6 separate regions of the Mus musculus genome follow, and regions 1, 2, 3, 4 and 6 are each linked to region 5. Evidence: chromatin contacts called from public promoter capture Hi-C and targeted proximity ligation data. All regions are on one chromosome and are shown on one strand. The core of a region is the stretch at or near the end of the contact, and the rest is flanking DNA. Distances in the headings are between cores, read along the strand shown. Region 1 holds the start of Tm7sf2 (transmembrane 7 superfamily member 2). Region 2 holds the start of Batf2 (basic leucine zipper transcription factor, ATF-like 2). Region 3 holds the start of 4930481A15Rik (RIKEN cDNA 4930481A15 gene). Region 4 holds the start of Majin (membrane anchored junction protein). Region 5 holds the start of Scyl1 (SCY1-like 1 (S. cerevisiae)). Region 6 holds the start of Snx32 (sorting nexin 32).

Evidence for each region. Promoter capture Hi-C pulls out the DNA fragments that hold promoters and counts their contacts. Capture Hi-C pulls out chosen DNA fragments and counts their contacts.
Region 1: a contact with region 5 is called in a promoter capture Hi-C map of pancreatic islet. A contact is called at or near these places in 6 of 39 promoter capture datasets (the 3T3-L1 cell line, the SN4741 cell line, embryonic stem cells and 2 more), 2 of 484 Hi-C or Micro-C datasets (the HL-1 cell line and stem cell-derived neural stem cells), 5 of 130 datasets of targeted methods (SST interneurons, acute myeloid leukemia, large pre-B cells and 2 more) and 4 of 9 other capture datasets (adipose tissue, embryonic tail, liver and 1 more).
Region 2: a promoter capture Hi-C map of pre-B cells shows a contact between it and region 5, with 4 times the contacts expected there. A contact is called at or near these places in 3 of 39 promoter capture datasets (hematopoietic stem and progenitor cells, liver and pre-B cells) and 1 of 9 other capture datasets (liver).
Region 3: a contact with region 5 is called in a targeted proximity ligation map of extraembryonic endoderm stem cells, with 6 times the contacts expected there. A contact is called at or near these places in 3 of 39 promoter capture datasets (liver, neutrophils and pre-B cells), 1 of 484 Hi-C or Micro-C datasets (B cells), 2 of 130 datasets of targeted methods (embryonic stem cells and extraembryonic endoderm stem cells) and 2 of 9 other capture datasets (liver and pancreatic islet).
Region 4: a contact with region 5 is called in a promoter capture Hi-C map of pancreatic islet. A contact is called at or near these places in 3 of 39 promoter capture datasets (hematopoietic stem and progenitor cells, neutrophils and pre-B cells), 1 of 130 datasets of targeted methods (large pre-B cells) and 1 of 9 other capture datasets (pancreatic islet).
Region 6: a contact with region 5 is called in a targeted proximity ligation map of microglia, with 7 times the contacts expected there. A contact is called at or near these places in 4 of 39 promoter capture datasets (HPC-7-derived erythroid cells, the SN4741 cell line, embryonic stem cells and 1 more), 107 of 484 Hi-C or Micro-C datasets (the AML12 cell line, B cells, the BV-2 cell line and 54 more), 20 of 130 datasets of targeted methods (astrocytes, bone marrow-derived dendritic cells, bone marrow-derived macrophages and 11 more) and 4 of 9 other capture datasets (adipose tissue, embryonic stem cells, liver and 1 more).

The regions. Positions count from the first base shown.
Region 1 is chr19:6,065,842-6,069,659 of GRCm38.p6, reverse strand. Tm7sf2 (transmembrane 7 superfamily member 2) reads left to right here and starts at 1,810. Exons shown (of 10, transcript NM_028454.2): 1 at 1,810-1,991; 2 at 2,341-2,537; 3 at 2,638-2,692; 4 at 2,967-3,161; 5 at 3,246-3,349. The coding sequence starts at 1,940. Vps51 (VPS51 GARP complex subunit) reads left to right here. Exons shown (of 10, transcript NM_001081041.1): 7 at 1-195; 8 at 513-634; 9 at 718-805; 10 at 1,285-1,818. The coding sequence ends at 1,545.
Region 2 is chr19:6,162,214-6,165,853 of GRCm38.p6, reverse strand. It overlaps Batf2 (basic leucine zipper transcription factor, ATF-like 2), which reads right to left and starts at 1,415. Exons shown (of 3, transcript NM_028967.2): 1 at 1,301-1,415. The coding sequence starts at 1,339.
Region 3 is chr19:5,404,692-5,408,363 of GRCm38.p6, reverse strand. It overlaps 4930481A15Rik (RIKEN cDNA 4930481A15 gene), which reads right to left and starts at 1,549. Exons shown (of 4, transcript NR_027938.2): 1 at 1,281-1,549.
Region 4 is chr19:6,183,081-6,186,578 of GRCm38.p6, reverse strand. It overlaps Majin (membrane anchored junction protein), which reads right to left and starts at 2,234. Exons shown (of 11, transcript NM_001165919.2): 1 at 1,997-2,234.
Region 5 is chr19:5,769,415-5,773,109 of GRCm38.p6, reverse strand. It overlaps Scyl1 (SCY1-like 1 (S. cerevisiae)), which reads left to right and starts at 1,691. Exons shown (of 17, transcript NM_023912.3): 1 at 1,691-1,890; 2 at 2,247-2,387; 3 at 2,558-2,907; 4 at 3,299-3,389; 5 at 3,486-3,641. The coding sequence starts at 1,780.
Region 6 is chr19:5,508,093-5,511,979 of GRCm38.p6, reverse strand. It overlaps Snx32 (sorting nexin 32), which reads left to right and starts at 1,463. Exons shown (of 13, transcript NM_001024560.3): 1 at 1,463-1,647. The coding sequence starts at 1,609. It also overlaps the pseudogene Gm31166.

The DNA.
Region 1 (3,818 bases), core at 561-3,060, 300 kb before region 5:
AGCACACTGTGTGCAGAGGCCAGAGAGACAGCACGGCGGCTGCTGACTCACTATGTGAAGGTGCAAGGCCTGGTCATATCCCAGATGCTACGTAAGAGTGTGGAGACCCGGGACTGGCTCAGTACTCTGGAGCCTAGGAACGTGCGTGCTGTCATGAAGCGTGTGGTGGAGGACACTACAGCTATTGATGTCCAGGTGCTGCCACAGGCCGGCTGCTGGAACCCCAATGCATGCTGGATTCCAAGGACCAAGACAAAAGGGGTCTGGCTGTACCCATGTCGTGCCACTAGAAGCCTCATTTCATACCTGTGGGATGTGCAGGCCCAAAGTCACCCAAAAAGCTGAAGCAGGGATGAGCTAAAAACTGGGTTTCAGACTAGGTTTTCCCTGCCTTGCTCCCACTCCCCTGATTGTGTAGGTGGTGACCATACCTAGGATTCTTCAACCAGCAGAGAGGGGAGGTTTTGTCAGTAACCATGCTCTGACCTTGCAGCGCATCTTTTCTCCCCCAGGTGGGGCTCCTGTATGAAGAGGGTGTCCGGAAGGCCCAGAGCAGTGACTCAAGCAAAAGGACTTTCTCTGTGTACAGCAGCTCCCGGCAGCAGGGCCGCTATGCACCCAGCTACACACCCAGGTCAGGCTGCTAGGAGCCTCCCTGAGAGACAGAAGAGGGAGGCTGGGCAGAGTGGCCTCTCACTCTTTCTTTCCCCCTTCCAGTGCTCCCATGGACACAAACCTCCTGAGCAATATTCAGAAGCTGTTCTCTGAACGGATCGATGTGTTCAGCCCCGTGGAATTCAACAAGGTCTGAAGTACCTTCTCCTCTACATCCCAGGGGAAGGGTGGCTCCCACACTAACCCAGAGAGCCCTAGGACCACATCTGAGCAGAATTAAAGATCACTTTACGTAATCTCTGTCTCTAGGTCCAGAGCAAAACCACCTTGTCCACACTTTACTCTCCAAACTAGTCTTTAGTCATCGGGGGTTCCCACTCATATCTTGATCTCTGCCCCTCCGAAGCCCAAGCTCAGCAATATCTTTCCTCCATTTTACTTTGTAGTCAGTGGTGACTGCTGCCCATCGTATTCATGAGGCCCCATCTCTGATCTGACCACCGGGGTTTACCTGCCCTCGCCTTTATGGTGGCAACATTGCATTGTTCCCTTCTTAGCTGAGCCCTAGAAATTTCTGTCTTTATCTCCCTTGCCTCTGCTCAGAATTTGGATGTATCCTCCTCCCCAAAAGACGGCAATCCTGAGCTGCATCCCTGTGTCCACCTGCAGGTGTCGGTGCTGACTGGCATCATTAAGATCAGCTTGAAGACACTACTGGAGTGTGTGCGCCTACGCACCTTTGGGCGCTTTGGGCTGCAGCAGGTGCAGGTGGACTGCCACTTCCTGCAGCTTTACTTGTGGCGCTTTGTGGCTGATGAGGAGCTAGTGCACCTGCTGCTGGACGAAGTAGTAGCCTCAGCTGCTCTGCGCTGTCCCGACCCAGTGCCCATGGAACCTAGTGTTGTCGAGGTCATCTGCGAGCGCGGCTAGAATCTGCCAACGAGTCGCGTAGTAGCCCTATCGCCCTGTCCTCCCTGTGCCCTGTTCTCATCCTAGAGGCCCTTCCCCGCTGGCGGGTTCATGGATCCTTCTAATAAACTTATGTGTCCTCCTCCTTCCTCTTGCCTGCAGGGGCGGGACCCGCCCGGGTTGGGTTTCAGTGCCGAAGCTTCTGAGGCGCCAGCATGGGGCCCGCCTCCCAGCGCTGATTGGCTACTGTGCTGGGCCCAGGGTGGGCAGAGGGCGCGTCCATTTAAAGATCAATGAACAAGAGCAGCAGCTTTTCCACCTCCGTGTCTGATGCAGAGCCATAACCCGGCATGGGGCGGTTTGTGTTTCCTTGATCGACTTTTGTGAACCATTGTTCCCCGGCAAAGCAGAGATCATGACTTCTCGTGAGGCCTCCCAGGCCCCACTGGAATTCGGGGGGCCGTTGGGTAAATGGGAAGGTTTGGGGTGGAGGCTGACCTGATGCCACTTAACGGGAGCAGGATAGGATACGAGCTCTATAGAAGGCTCGGAGCAGAAGGATCCGGTGCGCGGGTGTCGGGGTGTCTGCAGAAGAGGAGGGAGTGCTGACAGCAGCACAGCGGGGAGTTTGTGTAATGAAAGACAGTTGGGAGAGCAGGATGGTCTTTGGGAATGCCAGAGGGCAGAGGAACAAGATGAAAATTAAGATAGGAGTATGGCGCTGGGAAACTGCTAAGCAGGCAGGTGACTCAAGGCGCCCGAGGACTTGAGAGAGCTCTTGGGAGCAGTCACGCTACACAGTGGCCCTCTTTCCAGGCGTCGCGGCTTTACTGATCCTGCTGCCTGCCACCATGTTCCACCTGCTCCTGGCGGCTCGCTCGGGCCCGGCGCGCCTCCTGGCCCTACCGGCCTATCTGCCTGGGCTGGAGGAGCTGTGGAGCCCATGGGCTCTGCTGCTATTGTTCATCTGGCTCGGCCTGCAGGTGGCGCTCTATTTGCTGCCTGCACGCAAGGTGTGTGATCTGTTTTAACACACCAGGGAGGAGGGTGCAGGGAGGGCTGGAGCCTGGGAAGTCATCCCCAGCTCTTATAAAACCTGCCCTGTACCCGCAGGTGGCCGAAGGCCTGGAACTGAAGGACAAGAGTCGCCTGCGCTACCCTATTAATGGTGACTGGGGTTCCCCCCCCTCCCTGAATCGCAGTTAACATGGGTTGGGGTGGGTTCCAAGGGTGGTGGGAGGTTTATGGACCAGCTCTGATGACATGTTTGTGCCCTTATGGGAACCTCGCCGTGCATCTACCTCTTTTGCTACTACTCAGCTCCAGGCCAATGGCCAATGTTCTCCCAGAACTGCGTGTGTGTGTGTGTGTGTGTGTGTGTGTGTGTGTTGGCTTTGGAAGTATGCAAGCCACCCCAGGGCTCACTCTGTGCTGTGGTTCAGGCTTCCAGGCTCTGGTGCTAACAGCCCTGTTGATGGGGCTGGGGGTGTCAGTGGGGCTGCCCCTGGGGGCACTCCCTGGAATGCTCCTGCCCTTGGCCTTTGCGACCACTCTCACCAGCTTTATCTTCAGCCTCCTCCTCTATGCGAAGGCTTTGGTAGCTCCTGCCTCAGCCCTGGCTCCTGGGGGAAACTCAGGTGAGAAGGGTCCCAGTGAGGTAGGGATGAGGTAGGTGGGATGCATGCATACCTGGTGTGCCTTCACCTTCTGTTGTTCCCCAGGAAATTCCATGTATGACTTCTTTCTTGGACGGGAGCTGAACCCTCGCCTCGGTTCCTTTGACTTCAAATATTTCTGTGAGCTGAGACCTGGCCTCATTGGCTGGGTATGCTGACATGCTGGACTTAATTCTGCTGGACTTGGGCCAGGAGAAGAGCAGAGTGGGCTAGCATTGCTGGGTGGGCAGCAATCATTCATTCATTCATTTGCCAATATGTTGCTGTGTTATGAACCTATGGTTTTGCTTTAATAGAACAAGAGGGTTTTTAATATAAAATCTTGAGAGAGAGAGAGAGAGAGCGCGCGCATTTGGCTTATGTACATAAAGCCCTAGATTCCAACCCTAGCACCACAAAACTAAATCTATACCACAGTGATGACAGGCTGTATGGGGGAGCAAAGCAGGCAGCGAGCTGGGAAAGCAGGTGCAGCTTCGGATGTAGCGGCCAAATATAAAATCAACTTCAAAGACAGCTAAGGAGAAGCTTGAAGGACCAGGCAACTGCCTCCAGGGATTGTCAGATTTAACACCTTGTTTGTCATTGGTGGCCTTGACAACAGGCCAGCTGTTCTTG
Region 2 (3,640 bases), core at 166-2,665, 390 kb before region 5:
CATGTTCAGAAGCCATCTGCCTTCTTTTAATTTAAGTTGTGTGTATATGTGGTGACCTGTGTATGCATGTGAGTGTCTGTACCCTTGGAAACCAGAAGCAGGTGTTAAGTCCCCTGGAGCTGGAGTTACAGGTGATTTGGTTGTGAGCTGCCCCGTGAAGGTGTTGGGAACCAATCTCGGGTCCTCTCCAAGAGCAGTGAGCATTCCTAACTGGCCCCCACCTAGTTTGTTTGTTTGTTTGTTGTTTGTTTGTGAGATATAGTCTCTCACTGGTCTGGGACTCACCAGTAAGACTGGGCTGCCTGGTCAGCAAGCGCCCCTCTCCCAGGGCTGGGCTTACAGGTGCTTGCCACCTAACCAGGTGCTTTATGGATGCTAGGGACCAAGCTCAGGTCTTTAGGCTTCCGAGACAAGTACTTCACTGACTATGCTATCTCCCCATCCCTTCAACAAACATTTATTAAACATCTACTATGCACCAGGCACAAAACTAGAAGGGCACAGAAGTGGGAAAAAGAAGAAGAAAAAGGAGGAGTAGGAAGAGGAGACAAAACAAACAAATAAAATTAGGCAAAATGGCAAGATGTAATGGAAGGATTAGTTCAGGCCAGACTTGGCTACATAGTGAGTTTGAAGCCAGCCTGGGATACACGAGATCTTTCCTCAAAGCAGGAATGTCACCTACCTGGCACAGAAGAGATCTACAAGACTCCATGCTCACTCACAGGGCAGTGGGGCGGCTGCCTAGAACTGATGGAGATTCCATTGGGCAGAGAGGACTGCTCCTGAGAGCTCTGAGCCCTCCAACCCCGGGGACCACAAAACTTAAATGGAACTTGAAGTCAAATGCCTAGAGCGGGACCCTGTCTCTGTCACTCCACCTCAGGCAAGACTCCAGCCACTCTGGCTGAGGACTCTGCATGTCCCTTGGATTGTGGCTATATCCTCCTCAGGGCAAACTTCAGACCAGAATAGAGGCTGGAGAAAGACAGAGTCAGCGAGGAAAGAAGGCAGCTGTGATTTGGGAGACTAGAGAGAGAAGGGAAGGATCTGGGAAACGCTGCAAGGTGAGAGCAAATGGATTGCGAGGAAGCAGTACGCACGCATGCAGGGTCCAAGTTCAAAGCTGGAGACTGGTCTGCAGTGTGAGCGCCAGGAAGTCATTCCAGTGCCCAGGAGGAACTAAACCGTGAGATGGGAGTGTGCAGCCCAGTTCCCAGGTCACACAGATCATGGTGACCTTACTGCAGCCTTCCTTGTCTCTCTCCATAGCGTTTCTTTCCTAGTCCCCTGTACTCACTGTCTCAGTCAGCAGCTCGCTACTCCCACAGAGTTGCATGGCTTAGGCAAGGGGAAAAGAGGTTCAGTCTGGTCCTGGATGTCCCCTCAGCAGCTGTCCCCTCCCAGTGACCTATGGAGGCCCAAGGAAGTGGTGGCTCTTTAAATCCCCAGTGGCCACTCCGCCCCTAGCACACCCAGTTTCAGTTTCTCCTAAAACCATGGGCTGCCCAGAATCCCTGGCTCTTGCTCGCTCACGCTCACTCACGTGGGTGGAACTTCCTAACAAGAGCAGCCTTCCGGTTAGGCCCCTTCTCTAGAAGAAGGATGGTGGAGGGTAGATGGGAGCAGTTAACAAGACCGTATCCTGGAGAGGGCTGGCAGGATGCCAGGGACAGAACCTAGAGGAAAAGCGGGGTTGGGGTGGGGTGCGTGAAGGAGCCCCCATAGTCTCTGAGAAAGTCCAGGTTCACAGTCCACACTGGAGCTGTGCAGCTTTGAGAAGGTGATTCACCTTCTCTGAACTTTGGTTTCCTTATCTATGAAGGGTATGGGTAGGGTGGAGCAAATTTCCAGGCCTGCGGCTGGGTGTGCCTGGTGTGGTACTTGCACTGGAGAAGCAGAGGCAGGAGAATCATTCATGAGTTTGAAGCCAACCTGGGCTACATAGTAAGAACTAAAAATTCTCAAAATATAAAAGTTCCCAGGCATAACAAAAGAACTGTGACAACACGACCACTCCAAACTCTCTGAGACCGATGTTGGACTCATGCAAAAAATCAACAATCAGAGCTGGCGTGATAGTGCTCGTGACTGCACGAACCTCCAAATCTCAGGACTCAGAGGCAGAGCCCAGCAGGTATCTGAGTTAAAGGCCAGCCTGGTCTACAGAGTAAGTTACAGGACAACCAGGGCTAAATGATGAGACCCTGTCCCACTGATGATGAAGAATTTAAACTTTTTAAATTTAATTTATGCATACCAGTGTTTTGCTTGCATGTATGTCTCTGCCCTACATATATGCCCCGTGTCCTCAGAGGCCAAAAGAGGGCACTGGAGCCCCTGGAACTAGAGTTTCAGATATTTATAAGCAAAAATGTAGGCGCTAGAAACTGAACCTGGATCTTCTGGAAGAATAGCCAGTGCTCTTAATCGCTGAGTCATCTCTCAAGCCCACAAAATAAAACTTTTAAAGGAATCTTTATGTCCAAGTTTATATTTAAAAAACAAAAAGTGCTAAATCTGGGCACAGTGGCAGATGCCTATAATCCTTGGGAAATGGAGGCAAGAGGACCAGAAGGACAAGGCAGTTTATGGCTACACAGAATTGGGGTCTAGCCTGGGTTAGAAGAGACGGTGTCTCTTAATAAATAAGTAAAGTAAATAAAAATAAAAAGACTGCAATTGATTAGTAGTGTCTGCCATGTCGTGATGTCTGTAATGACCAGAGTTATGCAACACAGGAATCTTTTGCCATCTCTAGAACTGGTCCTGAAGCCAGCTTGAGCCTTAAGAGATGAGCCCTGGTGCTCTGCCCACCAAATTTATCATCCATACCTTCTGTGTGTGATCCCTTTGCTGTGGATGATAAAGTCATTCCTAGTCCACAGAGCTGTTTGAAGGGGAGGAACAGGATGAAGAGAGCCCTTCCCTATTAGAAAGCACTGCCCAGCCTGGTGCATCTTCTCTTTGAGACTTGCAGTGGATCTGGATTCTAGGATCGCTGACATATTCATAATTGAAACTGTTGGGTCGATGAGATTGGACGTGCCAGCAGGACCCTATCACCTTGCTTCTGAGAGCCCTGGGGGCAGGGGCTGAAATGGGTTGACCTAGGCTACCCATTTCTTGGAATTATTTTTGTCTCCCAGACATCGGGTAGGGTAGGGCGCTGGCTGGATGCAGCACCTGAGGGGCTCATTAAGCCTGTCTGTGAACTCCACAGGGGAACAATCTGGAGGAAGCTTGGGTATGACGTCACCCCAAAAAACACCTATTGAGAAGACTAGGGCCCAGTGTCCCTGCTTCAGCCTGCAGTTCTAACTAGACTCCTTGACTTCCTAGACCAGGGGCTTCCAGGAGAACTGGACAGTCTACAGGGGCGCCTCCTCCTGGGAGACCACATCTCCAGAGGAAGAGGAAAGGGGGGTGTTTATGGCTTGATCTTCAGAAGGGAGAGGGAGTGGCGGGCGGGGATGGGTACAGGGTAATGTTTAACCTTAAATGGCCCTGCAAGCTTCCCTGAGAGGTGGATGGACTTCCAGACCAGTGAGACTACACGCCCTGACCCCTCGCTCAGCCAGGGACCTCATCACCTCACACCAACACAATAGCCTGGATGGCTTACACAGTGCTTATTCCC
Region 3 (3,672 bases), core at 300-2,799, 360 kb after region 5:
GTGCGCCACCTCAAAAGTCACAATCTCTGTGCTGGTCACTTTAGCCTGGTCTCCGTGACCTCTCCTGACCCCAAGGCATCCTGACTTCTGCTCTTCTCTCTCAGCACCCCTCAGCTCAAGTGTGTGACAGTCTCCCTGACGAGTGTCTTCTCTGGACCCACCCCCATCTGACTTCCCATTAGCAGCCAGTGTTGGAGTCTTCTAAAGTCACTAAAGAAATCTCTGCTAGCCTGGCATGAAGGCACACACCTTTAAGAAAATTTGAGGCTAGCCTGAGCTGCAGAGTAAGATAGTGGAGGTGACCCCCCTAAAACATAAAATAGGGGATAGTGAGGTGACTCAATGGGGAAAGTGCTCTCTGTGCAAGCCGGATGACATGAGTTCAATTCCCAGAACCCACATGAAAGTGGCAAGAGAGAACAAAGTTGACTTCTGACCCCACATACATGCTGTGGCAGTAGCCACCCCCTTCCTATCATGCACACACAATAACAATAAAAATAAATAGAACAAATGAATGAGTGATTTAAAATAAAGTGACTGGTTTTACGTCACCGTCAGATCTCTGAGCTTGACTCACTCTTACTTTGTGTTCGCCTCTCTGAACTTGATTTAGAACAACACAGTTGCTGCTCTCCTGGCCAGTGGAGCCCCTACCATCGAGCACAGAGGGAAGCGTCCTTCCTATCCTCACCCTCTACTCCAAACTCCTGCTCTCCTATTGTAAAGGGATGGGAGGAGAACGGTGGTAAAGGAGGAGTGGGCATGACTGGCTCCTCCAGGTGCTGGATAAAGCTACTCCAGCAAGATAAAGCTACTCCAGCAGGAAGAGATGCTCAGCAGATGGGAGAGTGTACCACAGATGGGAGAGTGTACCACAGATGGGAGAGTGTACCACAGATGGGAGAGTGTACCACAGATGGGAGAGTGTACCACAGATGGGAGAGTGTACCACAGAGGGTTCAGCTTCCAGGTCCCACATAGCGGCTCATAACGATCTGTAACTTCAGTTTCAGTGACCAGCGCCCTCTTCTGGACTCTCTGGGCATGTGGGGCACGGACATACACGCAAGCAAAACATCCTTACACATTTAAAGAGTTTAAACTACAAAAGCTGTTCTTATCTGTGGGTGCTGCCTGTGTTTTCTGGGACACCTTTCCAGATCGACCCCAACTTCAGCAAATGGTAGCCCCTATGTTTCGATGGCTCTGATTTTCTTCCCTCTGGCACACGCAGACCCATTCTATGGGGGCTCCCCTCACAGGATCCGTTTTTTTACCTTAGGGTTAGTCAGTCTCCACTGCCAGGCCATACGCTTGCTGGAGGTCACGGCACTACTGACGCCCTGGGCCACCACAACACCAGTGAGCCTCTTGAGCTTTCTTAGAGCACTTAGTACCAGATTTAGAATTAGAAGACAATTCACCAGTCAGGCGTGTGGTGCAGGCCTTTAGTCCCAGCACCCAGCAGGGGCAGGTGGATCTTTGAGTTTGAAGCCAGCCTGGTCTACAGAGTGAGTTCCAGTCCAGTCAAGGTTACATGTTGGGAGCCGCCCCCACATTCGCCGTCACAAGATGGCGCTGACATCCTGTGTTCTAAGTGGTAAACAAATAATCTGCGCATGTGCCAAGGGTATTTTACGACTACTTGTACTCTGCCTTTCCCGTGAACGTCAGCTCGGCCATGGGCTGCAGCCAATCAGGGAGTGATGCGTCCTAAGCGAAGGATAACTCCTCCTTAAAGGGGACGGGGTTTCGGCCATTCTCTCTTGCTCTGCGCGCCCGGCGCTCTGGCTCCTAAAGATGTAAACAATAGAGCGCGCTCTGCGCTTTGGCGCGCCGGAGCTCTGGCTCCTAAAGATGTAAGATTGGGGTGGCTTTCGCTTTTGGGGCTGGGGGTTTGCGCTCCTGGCTCCTGAAGATGTAAGCAATAAAGTTTTGCCGCAGAAGATTCTGGTTTGTTGTGTTCTTTCCTGGCCGGTCGTGAGAACGCGAATAAGAGTTACACAGTGAAATCATGTCTTGAAAAAAAAAACAAACATAAAAAAGGAGGAGGAGGAGGAGGAGGAGGAAGAGGAGGAGGACAGGAAGAGGGAAAGAAGACAGTTTAGTAGCTTCAGGTTTGAGATCTCAGCAGGATACCAGCTGTTTCCAAACTGATGTCATTACCAACTCACTCTCTCAAAATTTACCCTAGAGGCTGGCAAGACACCTCAGCGGGTAAAGGAGCCACGAAACATAACGTCAACCTAAGCTTGACAGCTGAGACTCACACGGCAGAAGGGGAGAACTGACTATAAGTTATCCTCCCAGTGGTCACATGCATCCCAGACCACACACCCCAGCCTATCCACAAATAGATAAATAAGTGTAAAAGTCTAAGAAATCTACCCTTGCACCGGGAGCACGTTTCAGGAGGCAGGGTGCGTGCCTGGGATGCAAGAAGCCTTGAGTTAAGGGTCCAGCACCAAATAAACCAGGCACAGTGGCGAGCACTGTAATCTCCACGCTAGGGAGGTGGAGGCAGGAGGATCAGAAGTTGAAGTTTATCCTTGTCTGTATAGCAAGTTCAAAGCTAGCCTGGGCTACATTAGACTCTTTCTTAGATAGATAGATAGATAGATAGATAGATAGATAGATAGATAGATAGATAGATAGAATCCAATTTGAATCCATTCATACTTCTGACAAGGATGAGGGTCAAAAGTGGCAGAGTGTGGATCAGGCTGGGGCTGGAGAGACAGCTCAGAGGATAAGAGCACTGGCTGCTCTTCCAGAGGATTTCGGTTGGGTTCCCAGCACCCACATGGAGGCTCACAACTGTAACTCCTTTCCAGATCCAGTGTTCTCTTCTGACCTCAGCAGGCACTGAATTCATGTGATATACATACAGATATACTTGTGGGTAAAACACCCATACATATCAAGTAAAAATGTCAATATTTTTTAAAAAATTAAAAACAATTAAAATGTGGCACACACTTACAGTTCCAGCACTTGGAGCCTGGGCAAGAGGATCAAGAACTCAAAGCCAGCCTGGGTTGCACAGCAAGAACACATCTCAAGAGCTAGGCTTGGTGGCACATACCTTTAAACCCAGCACTTGAGAGACAAAGGCAGGCAGATTTCTGTGAGTTGGAGGGCCTACCTAGTCTACAGAGTGAGTTCTAGGACAGCCAGGGCTACAGAGTAAGGCCCTCTCTTGAAAACAAACAACAAAAAACCCTAAACAACAAACAAACCTGTCTCAGGCAAAAGTGCAATGGGTTGGAAACTTCTGCCTGTAATTCCAATATATGAGAGGTGGAGACAGGCGCTGAAGAGTTCAAATCCATCCTTTGCTACATATAGCTTGAGGCCAGTGTTCAAAACATAAGACCTTGCCTTTAACAAATAGAATAATTTCTATGATGGTTAATTCTGGGTGTCAACGTCACCAGACTAAGTAGTCAATAGAGCACAGATGCTTCCAGAAGCTAGACCACGAGTCTTAGTGAACTAAGCAGGGAGATGGGCCCCGGCAGCTGATGGGCATCATCCACGCAGCTGGAGCAGCTGGGGTAGACACAGGAAGAAAACAGGACTTTTCAGGAGCTCTGCTAACTTCTGCTGCCACCAGAATTCCAGGCTCCTGGGTGGCAAGGTGGTTGGCTTAGCAGGTAAAGGCACTTG
Region 4 (3,498 bases), core at 985-3,484, 410 kb before region 5:
AAGTGTCAGGCCCTGTGTGTCTCTCAGCATGTTGCCTGTGGATCAGGATGAAGCTCTCAGCTCTGTCTCCAGCATCATGCCTGCTTGACACTATGATAATGGACTAACCCTCTGAAACTGTACGCCAGCCCCAATTAAATGCTTTCTTTTATAAGTGTTGCCTTAGTCATGGTATCTCGTCACAGCAACAGAACAGTACTGAAGACAACTCAAAACAAGAGATGAACAGGACCACATTACATAGACTCCTGTTGTTCCAGACAGAAGCTATCAGTAGGATGGTCTTTAGTGATAAAAGTAGAACTGCAGTGTAGAGCGACCTGAAAGATGCCCACTCATGATCCAGTGACTTGACCAGGTGAAGGACAGGGACAGTCAGAGATGACTCCTGTGGCTATGCACCATGGCTCACACCTGAAACCCTAGCCCTCAGGAGGATGAAGGAGGAGAAGTGTTATGAGTGTGAAGACTGCTTGGGCTCAAGAGTCAGACCCTGTTGTTAAAAAAGGAAAGAAAGTAGACAAGATAGCTCAGAGATGAAAGTGTTTGTCATGCAAGTGTGAAGACCAAAGTTAGGGCCTCCAGCACCCATGTAAATGTCTGGTGAGCTGGAATGCCAGCCTCAGGAGGTAGAGACAGGGATCTCCACAGCAAGCTGCCTAGCAAGACTGGTTGCACTCACAAGCTCTAGGTTTGATTGAGAGGCATCACCTCAATTGGTGAGGTTGAAGAGTAATGGAGGCCAAATTCTAACATCAACTTCAGGCCTCGTACACATGTGAATACACATACACACACTACATATACATGAAAATGAAAAAAGAAAAAGAAATGTTAAAAAAAAAAAAGCAAACCCAGTTTGCTGAGAGATACCCGGTTACCTGAACACCTAACCAAAGACACACACACACGCCCTTCCTGGGGAAACAGGGGATTTTAGGAAAGAAATTTCTCCAAATATTTTTCTTTAAATATAATTGTTTCTATTATTATTTTGTGTATATCAGTGTTTTGCTTCTATATATGTCAGTACACCACATTGAGCCTGGTGCCCACAAAGGCCAGAAGAGGACATCAGATCCCCTGGAACTGAAGTTACTGATGGCTGTGGACCCCCATATGAGTGCTGGGAATCAAAATCTGGTTCCTCTAAGAGGAACCTGCGCACTTAATCTATGAGCTATTTCTCCAGCCCCAGAAAATATGTCAGTAGTCCATCCCTATGATCCTAGCACTCAGGGTGGAGGCAGGATCAGAAGTTCAAGGTCATCCTTAACTATGTGCTGAGTTTCAGGCCAGCCTGGGTTACATGAGACCCTGATTCCATGAGTATCCAAACCAAAAACAAACAAACAAAACAAACAAAAAATAAAGAAATGAACAAAACCACCAAGCAACAAAGACTGCAAAGCAAACCAAAACACAAGAAAAAAACAACAAAACATGTGACAGGAAGCATGTCAATGAAAAAGTCGTGTGTGTGTGTGTGTGTGTGTGTGTGTGTGTGTGTGTGTGTGTGTGCGCCGCTATTAAACCTGGGTTAGGGAGTAGTTAAAAGCCAGAATGAACACTTCCTTTGACTATCTGGAAGTTTCTGTACAGAAGGACTGGGTGGGGGCAGTGTCTGAGAAAGCTGGATCGGTGTCCTAGGCAAACATGGCACCACCCTGGACATGAGAGGGTTGAAGAGCACTCCTCACTAGCCCAGAAGACATAGCTCTCATCATCTCTGAGCTGGTTACCCTCTGGAGGCTCATGGCGGCCATTCCCTGCCACTGCCACCCCAGCTCTCCACCCTCTTCAAGCTTCCAGTCTGCACCAGTGCCCAGCCTGCCCTTCAAGGCCTTATAGCCAACGGCCGGGTTGGGCAATCCCCAAGCCAGGCCTCAGGGACCAGGGTCCTCCAGAGGCTGCGTGTGGGGCCCGGCCCAGAAACTTCCCTCCAAGGCGGAACCCGCTCAAAGCCCGGGGACACCAGCAGCGGGGCGGCGGTTACCTCAGCCTCGAAGCGCTCAGGCGCTGACAGCCACACTTGTCGCTCGCACACTGACTAGGGTTCCTCCAGCACCTCAGAAAGGTGGCCACGCTTGACTTTCTGCTCAGAAATCTTTTTTTTTTTTCCAAGAGAGGACGTCGAAGTCAAAAGACTGCGGGCCAGGGACTCAGGTTCTCGTCGGTCTCCTCTGAACTCGGCCTTTAGCTTGATGTGCACAAGCGAAGCCTTGGAACTTCCCGCCAAATCCTCCGCGCACGCGCAGATTTGAGGCAGGGCGGGGTTTCACAAAACTGAAGCCTGCGCAAGAACACCTAACTTCTGAGCGTCACGCGCAGCCTCATGACCTATCCCTTAACTACTATTATTGTTTCTTGAAAAAAACCTTTCTCGCGCCGGGCATGATGGCACACGCCTTTAATCCCAGCACTGGGGAGGCAGAGGCAGGCGGATTTCTGAGTTCGAGGCCAGCCTGGTCTACAAAGTGAGCTCCAGGACAGCCAGAGCTATATAGAGAAACCCTGTCTCCAAAAACAAACAAACAAAAAACCCCATTCTTGTGTGTGTGTGTGTGTGTGTGTGTGTGTGTTTTACAAGCAGCATTTTGCTTCCTTCCACCATGTAGGTTCTGGGAATGATGTGCCGGATGCCCAAGAGCGTTTTACACTGAGATTTACGCATGCATTGCTTTCTTCCCACCTGCGCACCTGCTCCAGTCGGGTAAAACTACTTTGAGGTCTCTCCTCTGTGCCAGGCACTCTCCATACACAGCACTGTGGTGTATGCTTGCCTTTCATCCTCATTGCCAGACCCTAGGGCAGATCTTTTGTAGTCTGATTTAATCCAACCAGGAAATGAAAGGATTTATGAAGTCAGGATGCTTGATCAGTCATGGTATTCTGCTTCCTGTTGGTCGGGTTTTATGTTCTGAATCATTAGGGAATTTGGCATCCTTGCCTACACAGCCTAGTGTGCTGGACTGGTGATGATGGGCCCGCATCTGTGGGAGATGGACCCATGGCTCTCCATTGTCCAAGCTCTGCATTTCTCTGCTTAACCTGCTGTTCCCTCTGTAAGGACTGTCCCTCCCCACCCTCAGCCCTTCCACATGCCTCCTCTTCATACTTAGAGCCATTAAGCACCTACTGGCTTAGGAAACTGGATCTCAGGGGTGGAGTTGTTTTATCTAAAGAGGACCTCATGGGCTGGGATGTAGCTCATTGGTTGGGTGCTTGCCTACCATGCACAAGGCTCCAGCGGCGCATATCTGAGCGGGTGCTGGAGCTCCCTGTAATCCTGCATTCAGGAGCAGAGGACCAGAGAGTCATCCTGGAGAACACAGGAGTTTGGGATACATGAGACCCTGCCTCTAAAAACAGAAGGCTGGTCATGGAGGCCCACCACTAATCCAAGTCAGGGGAGGCAGAGACAGGTAGAGCTGAGTTCAAGGCCAGCCTACTATCCTGTCTCCTTTAGCCTAAATATAAGCCTAACCATACCCTGAT
Region 5 (3,695 bases), core at 442-2,941:
CTCCACTATGGCTGCTGTTCTTGGTAATCATCCCATGGTACTGACATCTCCAATACACTGGGGTGTTCCACTCCAACTAGGCTTACCAATAGCCTCAGGCAAACTTTTCAGACAAGGGCAAAAAGTAGCCACATTCTTCACCAAAATACCACAAAACCAGTCTTAATGCCACATTCTGAAAATCTTCTCCTTTGAAATCTCTTGGGCCAGGTCAACACAGTTCAAATCACTCCCAGCAACAAAATCTTTCATATTCCTACTAGGATGACCCATTAAGCCTCATTTAAAGCATTCTACTGCTTTCCAAATCCAAAGTCCCAAAATCCACATTCTTTCAAATAAAAGCATGGTCAGGCCTATCACAGCAATACCCCACTTCTGGTACCAACTTCTGTATTAGTCAGGGTTTTACTGCTGTGAACAGACACCATGACCAAGACAAGTCTTATAAAAAACAACATTTAATTGGGGCTGGCTTACAGGTTCAGAGGTTCAGTCCATTATCATCAAGGTGGGAGCATGGTAGTATCCAGGCAGGCATGGCGCAGGAGGAGCTGAGATTTCTATGTCTTCATCCAAAGGCTGCTAGTGGAAGACTGACTTCCAAGCAACTAGGGTGAGGATCTTATACCCACACCTACAATGACACACCCATTAGGTCACACCTCCAGATTGTGCCACTCCCTGGTCCAAGGATATACAAACCATCACAGAGGTATTTTCTTAATAGGAGTACACTGGGCCAACCATATACAAACTATCACAGGGTATTGGCGCTCCTAAAACTGGAGTTATAGGAGGTTGTGGGCCAACAGAGGGTGCTGAGAGACATTCTGGAAGAAAAGGTTTATTCCTGGCTTTGCCATGTTCCAACTGCCAGCTCAGCTCAGTGACTCAAACATCATTCCCAGCTTCAAGCTCCTGCAGGACTCTGGCCAGCACCCATGTCCACTTTGGACATACTTCTCTAACAACAGTTTCCCAGACCTCTCAGGACATTTGTGTCACCCCTTGCCTATCTCCACCTCAACCCCACTCTCAAGGTCTCAAGTACCTTTATTGTAGTAACTAAATTCCTCGCTGAACCCCAAATCTGCCCATTGCCTGTTGAAGGAGCGTTTGGCTTAAGAGATAACCATTGGAGTTTGGAGAGACCAGGGGTTAAGAGCACTGACTGCTTTTCCAGAGGTCCTGTGTTCAATTCCCAGCAACCACATGGCAGCTCACAACCATCTGTAATGGAATCCGATGCCCTCTTCTGTTGTGTCTGAAGCCAGCTACAGTGTAGTCATATACATAAAATAAATATATCTTAAAAAATGAGAGCAATAACCATTCTCCTCACTACTATTACTTTCCAATCATACTGCCTGCCACTAGTAGCCTTTCTTTTCTATCTCCCCATCTCTTTCCACCCCTGCCCCCCCAGGTTTAGATAGGCCCTATTGTCACGCTCACTTCCTGAACCCCTCCCCTCTTCATTCTACAACGGTTGCACTCACTACTCTCTATCACACTCAATTTTTCTATCTATACAAGGCCACAAGTTGGGAGCATTCAGATGACCATCTTGGCTCACCCTTCCGGTCACGCTCCGCCCTGCCCAGGGAGGTCTGCCTTCAGTCCAGCCTCACTCCCGCAAGGCCCCACCCTAAAGCTCCGCCCCAACTCAAACCCCGCCCATAGACCAGACTGGCTCCGCCCTCGCCCCGCCCCGCCCCGGCTCGGGCGGCCGGAGGACCCGGAGTGGAGGCTCCCGAGCCCGTGGCGGCGGCGACGATGTGGTTCTTTGCCCGGGACCCGGTCCGGGACTTCCCGTTCGAGCTGAGCCCTGAGCCCCCCGAAGGCGGGCCGCCCGGGCCCTGGATCCTGCACCGAGGCCGCAAAAAGGTGAGATACTGCGCTGCTCCGAAGGCCGCGGCCGACCTCGGCCTTTCCTACTATGTATGCCGGCTTCGCTGTGTCGCGCCGGGCCTGACGTGGCGGCGACCGAGAATCCCGGCAACGGGCTGGGGAGCGGGGCGAGCAGTGACGACGTGGCGGGCGGAAGGACCGAGGGACGGACAAGCAAACCGGACGGGGGTCACGTGGGCCTGGCTAGCTCCTTCAGGGCTGTCCTAGGGCGAGACTGGCTGGAGTCCCTTCCCTTCTGTTTTGGAGATGGGCTCGGAGCTGCTGTAGCCCAGGCAGGTTGGAGAGATCACCCGGCCCGTGCCTCTCAGGTTGCTCTGTCTGTCCTCCACCAGGCCACAGGCAGCGCAGTGTCCATCTTCGTGTATGATGTGAAACCGGGAGCTGAAGAGCAGACCCAGGTGGCCAAAGCTGCCTTCAAACGCCTCAAAACTCTCCGACACCCCAACATCCTGGCCTATATCGATGGGTTGGAGGTACCTGTCGCCCGATCTACCCATCTTACTCTCCTCAGGCCCTCACTTTGTACCCAAGTGCTTCAGTAGCTTCAGATTTGGTATCTTCTCCACTGCCTCTTTCCCTGTCACGCCCCTCATCTTCCCTTCCTCTTCTGGCACCGTGCCCTGATACCCCTTTTCTTACTCAGACAGAAAAGTGCCTCCACATCGTGACAGAGGCTGTGACCCCCCTGGGAACATACCTCAAGGCACGAGCAGAAGCAGGTGGCCTGAAGGAGCAGGAGCTGTCATGGGGGTTACACCAGATCGTGAAAGCCCTCAGCTTCCTGGTCAACGACTGCAACCTCATCCACAATAATGTCTGCATGGCCGCTGTGTTTGTGGACAGGGCTGGCGAGTGGAAACTTGGGGGTCTGGACTACATGTACTCGGCACAGGGCAACGGCGGGGGACCACCCAGCAAGGGGATCCCGGAGCTCGAGCAGTATGATCCCCCGGAGCTGGCTGACAGCAGTAGCAGAGCAGTCAGAGAGAAGTGGTGGGTGCCCGAGGTCACCGTACCTTGATCTGCCCGCACTGAGGCTCCTGGACTCTGGCGACCCCTAGACCCGCTGGGAAACCCCTTCCCTTGCTGCCTGCCTGGCAGGGGAAGCAGGATCTCAGGAGGAGGTGGTTGGCTAAGAGGGACAGAGTTTGGGTGTTCGGTGCTTCTGGATTTGAAAGCTGTGTGTTGGAGGCAGGTGTCTGTCCTTCTCTGAGCTTTGGTGTCTTTGTTAAATGGGGCTAATGAAACAAACTCCTTGGGGCGGAGGGCTCAGTTCAGGGACGCAGCCAGGGTCTGGGATGCAGCGGGTGCTTGGGACCTAAAGCAGGTTGGAGGCAGCACTAGCATATTCTAGGGAGCCCTGAACAGCTCTGGGTTACTGCAGGTCAGCAGACATGTGGCGCTTGGGCTGCCTCATCTGGGAAGTTTTCAATGGGTCTCTACCTCGGGCAGCTGCCCTGCGCAACCCTGGGAAGGTAAGTGCCCAGCCTCTGCCTGCCTCCTCTGTCCTAGGCCCTTCTTTCTTGCCACCCACCACTACTCTTTCCTTGACACGGAATCTTCTCTTACAGATCCCCAAATCCCTGGTGACCCATTACTGTGAACTGGTGGGAGCTAACCCAAAAGTACGTCCCAACCCGGCCCGCTTCCTGCAGAACTGCCGGGCACCCGGTGGCTTCATGAGCAACCGCTTTGTTGAGACCAACCTCTTCCTGGAGGAGATTCAGGTGAGCCCCCGTCCACGCTGGGATTCCTTGTCAGGACCTCTCACCTATGTTTTG
Region 6 (3,887 bases), core at 214-2,713, 260 kb after region 5:
CTCTCCACTGTCTGACACCTTCTCTCTGATGGACCCCCGCCTCTCTCTAGTGTCTGAAATCTTCTCTCTGATGGATCCTCGCCTCTCTCCACTGTCTGACATCTTCTCTCTGATGGATCCTCGCCTCTCTCCACTGTCTGACATCTTCTCTCTGATGGATCCCCGCCTCTCTCCACTGTCTGATACCTTCTCTCTGATGGACCCCCGCCTCTGTCTACTCTCTGTCGCCTTCTCTCTAATGGATCCCCGCTTCTCTTCACTGTCCGTCTTCTCTCTGATAGACCCCCGCCTCTCTCTACTGTCCATTTTCTCTACAACAGACCCCCGCCTCTCTCTACTGTCCATTTTCTCTACAACAGACCCCCGCCTCTCTCTACTGTCCATTTTCTCTACAACAGACCCCCGCCTCTCCCTACTGTCCATTTTTTCAGCAGAAGACCTCCGCTTCTCTCCCCTGCCTACCACCTTGTCTCCAATGGGTACCCGTTTTTTCAAGTTCTCTCCACTAGACTCCAGTTCCTCATTCGGCCTCAGCTGATCCCCTCTGGACCTCAAGTCCCCTCCAGTGGTCCTCAACCTGTCCCTAGATTTCAAGTTTTCCCCACGCTCTGCAGTCATCTCTGCACTCGTAGTTACACCAGCTTTGAGTCTATCCTCCAACTCTCTCCAAATCTCTGGGCTGTCATACTCCAAACTTGCTCGAGCCTGCACCGCCCTTCTTACACTGCTCAGGAGCTTCGCGACCACTGCCTCCTGTTGCAGGCCCGATTTCTCTCTTGAGAACTTCTTCCCGGTGCCCTCCAGCTTCCAGTCCTCAGATTCCAACTTTGGGTTAGACTTTTGCACGTTTCTGTCCAAGAGTTCCACTCTCTTCCCAATCACGATGAGTCCATTCCAGGGTACCCACACCTTCTCTTTCTCTCTCACTTGCGCCTTCTTGCAGTGTGACTTCGGTGGCGATTTCCTTTGGTCCCCCCGAAGAATATGGGCGCGGGGTATCCGGGCCTTATTGCGTCCCCGCGGCTCCTTAAGCTGCTTACTCCGTACTTTCTGGCCCGGGTGTGAAAACTGGAACGGAAGCGCTTTCTCCACAGACATTGCAGCCTGCCCTCGTCCCTAGACCCCCTGACCCACTCGAGTTCCCCATTCCTCCCTACCCAAACCTCCCTCCCAACCCTCGCCCCCCCTCCGGACTCCCCGCCCCGCCCACCGCCTGGTGGCGCCAAGCTGCCCTAGTGCGCATGTGCGCCTCTGCTCGTGCCCGTTAGAAGAAGGCGGGTCCCGGAACGGCCGGATTCGTAGGGGTCCACCTGCGGGACTGACACGTGACCTCTACCCTCAGGCCCTGGCCTATCCTGGTCCGGCTTTCTGGTGCCGCTTAAATGCCCACGTAAGATTGATAGGCCTCAAAGCCAATAGAGGCTCATGTGGTAAAACTGCTGTCTAATCAGAAGGAGCAGCTGTGGGCAATGGGACCCACCCAGGGAGGCCGCAGCTAGTGTCAATGTCAGCTGATAGCATCCCTACAAGGTTCCCTCACCCAAGCTCTTGGAACGCGCAGGCCGTGGCTTGTCGTAGGATTCCTGTATATCCCAGCTAAGGAGCACCATGGAGGAGCAACATCAGGAAGCTGGAAATGAGAGTAAGGTAAAGGAAGGAAATAAAACGTCTTCCTACTCCACCTCACTTCATCATACCATACCAAGCAGGGAGAGAGATCTGAGCACGGGAATGCGGCGCTTCTAAGGCCCCTGCATAGGGCCAGGTTGAGGATGCAAAGATAATCAGGATTTTTGTCCCAGCCTGCATAGATGGAATCCCGCCTCTGCCCCCTCCCCCAAATCAACTCAGTACTGTCGTGATGGGGGAGAACAAGGCAGTCTGCAAGCGACTGAGAAGGGTGAGAGAGTCCTGTTGAGTTTACAGGCTCACCTGTGTATTCGTGCCTATATATTTGTAAGACCATCCATCCATTCTTCGTTTATTCCTCTCAGCCTCAGTCAGCAGTTATTGGGGAGCTTCATTGTTTTGGATTGCATCAACTCTCACTTGAGGTAGGAGTGTAGTGAGCTGGGACAGAGATAGGGGATGGAGCTGCTGTGCTGTGTTCTGAAAGTCACATCTCTGTCAAGCAGAGTGGGTGAGAGTAGAGATAGACATCAAGAAGAAAACCAAGGACAAGGGGTCCTGCTGCAGCAAAGAGCTAGTCTGCCTGTGTTTGAAGGGGGGGAGTGAGGGCAGAAAGCCTGCCTTGGTAGTGTCACACAATCCAAGAAGTGGCATTTGGGATTCAAATGGAATTTGGAGGGCTGGCCATGGCTTTCTGTTTATACATGTTCATATAGAAATGTATATAAATAGCCAGGCATGGTGAGACACACCTTTAATCCTGGAATTTCAGCGGTAGAAGCAGAGGCAGAAACAGGAAGACCTTTATGAGTTCAAGGCCAGCTTGGTCTACATAGAGTGTTATAGGCAAGCCAGGGCTATATAGTGAGATCCTGTCTCAATAGTAAAAGGATGTATATATGTACATATGCCGTGTGTGTGTGTGTGTGTGTGTGTGTGTGTGTGTATGCTTAGAACATGTTTATAAAGTGATTAGAAGCCAGATATAATCCCAGCACTTATGAGGGTGGGGCAGGAGGATAACCACGAGTTTAAGGCCTGCTGGAACTACAGTGTGAGAGTTTGTCATAAATACATAAATTTATTTTTTAAAAGATTTATTTATTTTATGTTTATAAGTATACTGTAGCTGTACTTGTGGTTGTGAGGCATCATGTGGTTTCTGGGAATTGAACTCAGGACTTCTGCTCACTCTGGCCCCGCTTGCTCCGGCCTCACTCGCTCTGATCCAAAGATTTATTTATTATTATATGTAAGTGCACTGTAGCTGTCTTCAGACACACCTGAAGAGGGCATCAGTTCTCATTATGGATGGTTGTGAGCCACCATGGCGTTGCTGGGATTTGAACTCAGGACCTCTGGAAGAGCAGTCAGTGCTCTTAACCTCTGAGCCATCTCTCCAGCCCCATAAATTTATTTATTAGAACAATGCCTAATATATTATAAGGCCAAATATAAATATTACCTACTGGTATTGTTGTGGGTGCTATTCCTGAGTGGGTACTGAGAATGCGTTCTGAAAGTTGAATTATTAAACTGATGAATGTGCCCAGATTTGTACAGGCAATATTTTCTGAAAATTCTTTTTAATATTCATTCTCTAGATTAAATACTGCCTTCACAAAAGATCTTTCAATTTCAAAGGCAAAGCTGGAGAGATTGCCCAGTCCTTAGGTGCTCTTGCGACTCTTGTAAAGGACCTGAGTTTGGTTCTCAGCACCCAAATTAGGAATCTCTGAACTGCCTGTAGCTCCAGCTACTGGGGCTCTGATGCCAGGGCTATACAGAGAAATCCTGTCTCAGAAAAGAAGGAGTGGGGGGGGGGGGAGAGGAGGAGGAGGAGATGGTAATCCCCTGATCTGACTGTTTCTATTATATGCATATTCCAAATTATCATCACTGTACCTAAAAATATGTACAAATGTGTCAACTCAAAGAAACTAGAAAAGATATTTCTGGCCAGTGAGATGGCTCTTTGGGTCAAGGCCTTGCCACCAAGCCTGACAACCTAAGTTTGATCCCAAGACCAACATGATAGAAGGAGAGACTCCTACCAGTTGTCCTCTGGTCTCCATATACTACCATGACACACTTGTGCCCGCACACATATGCACACAAACAAAAACAATAAAAAAAAAGAGAGATCTTGCCTTGCCTGCCTCAAGGTATTTAGCTCGGGCACATCTACATTTAGAGATAACTTGGAGAGGTTTCCCACCGCACATTCAGTTCCTATAAGCAAGTCAGCAAATGCTTGC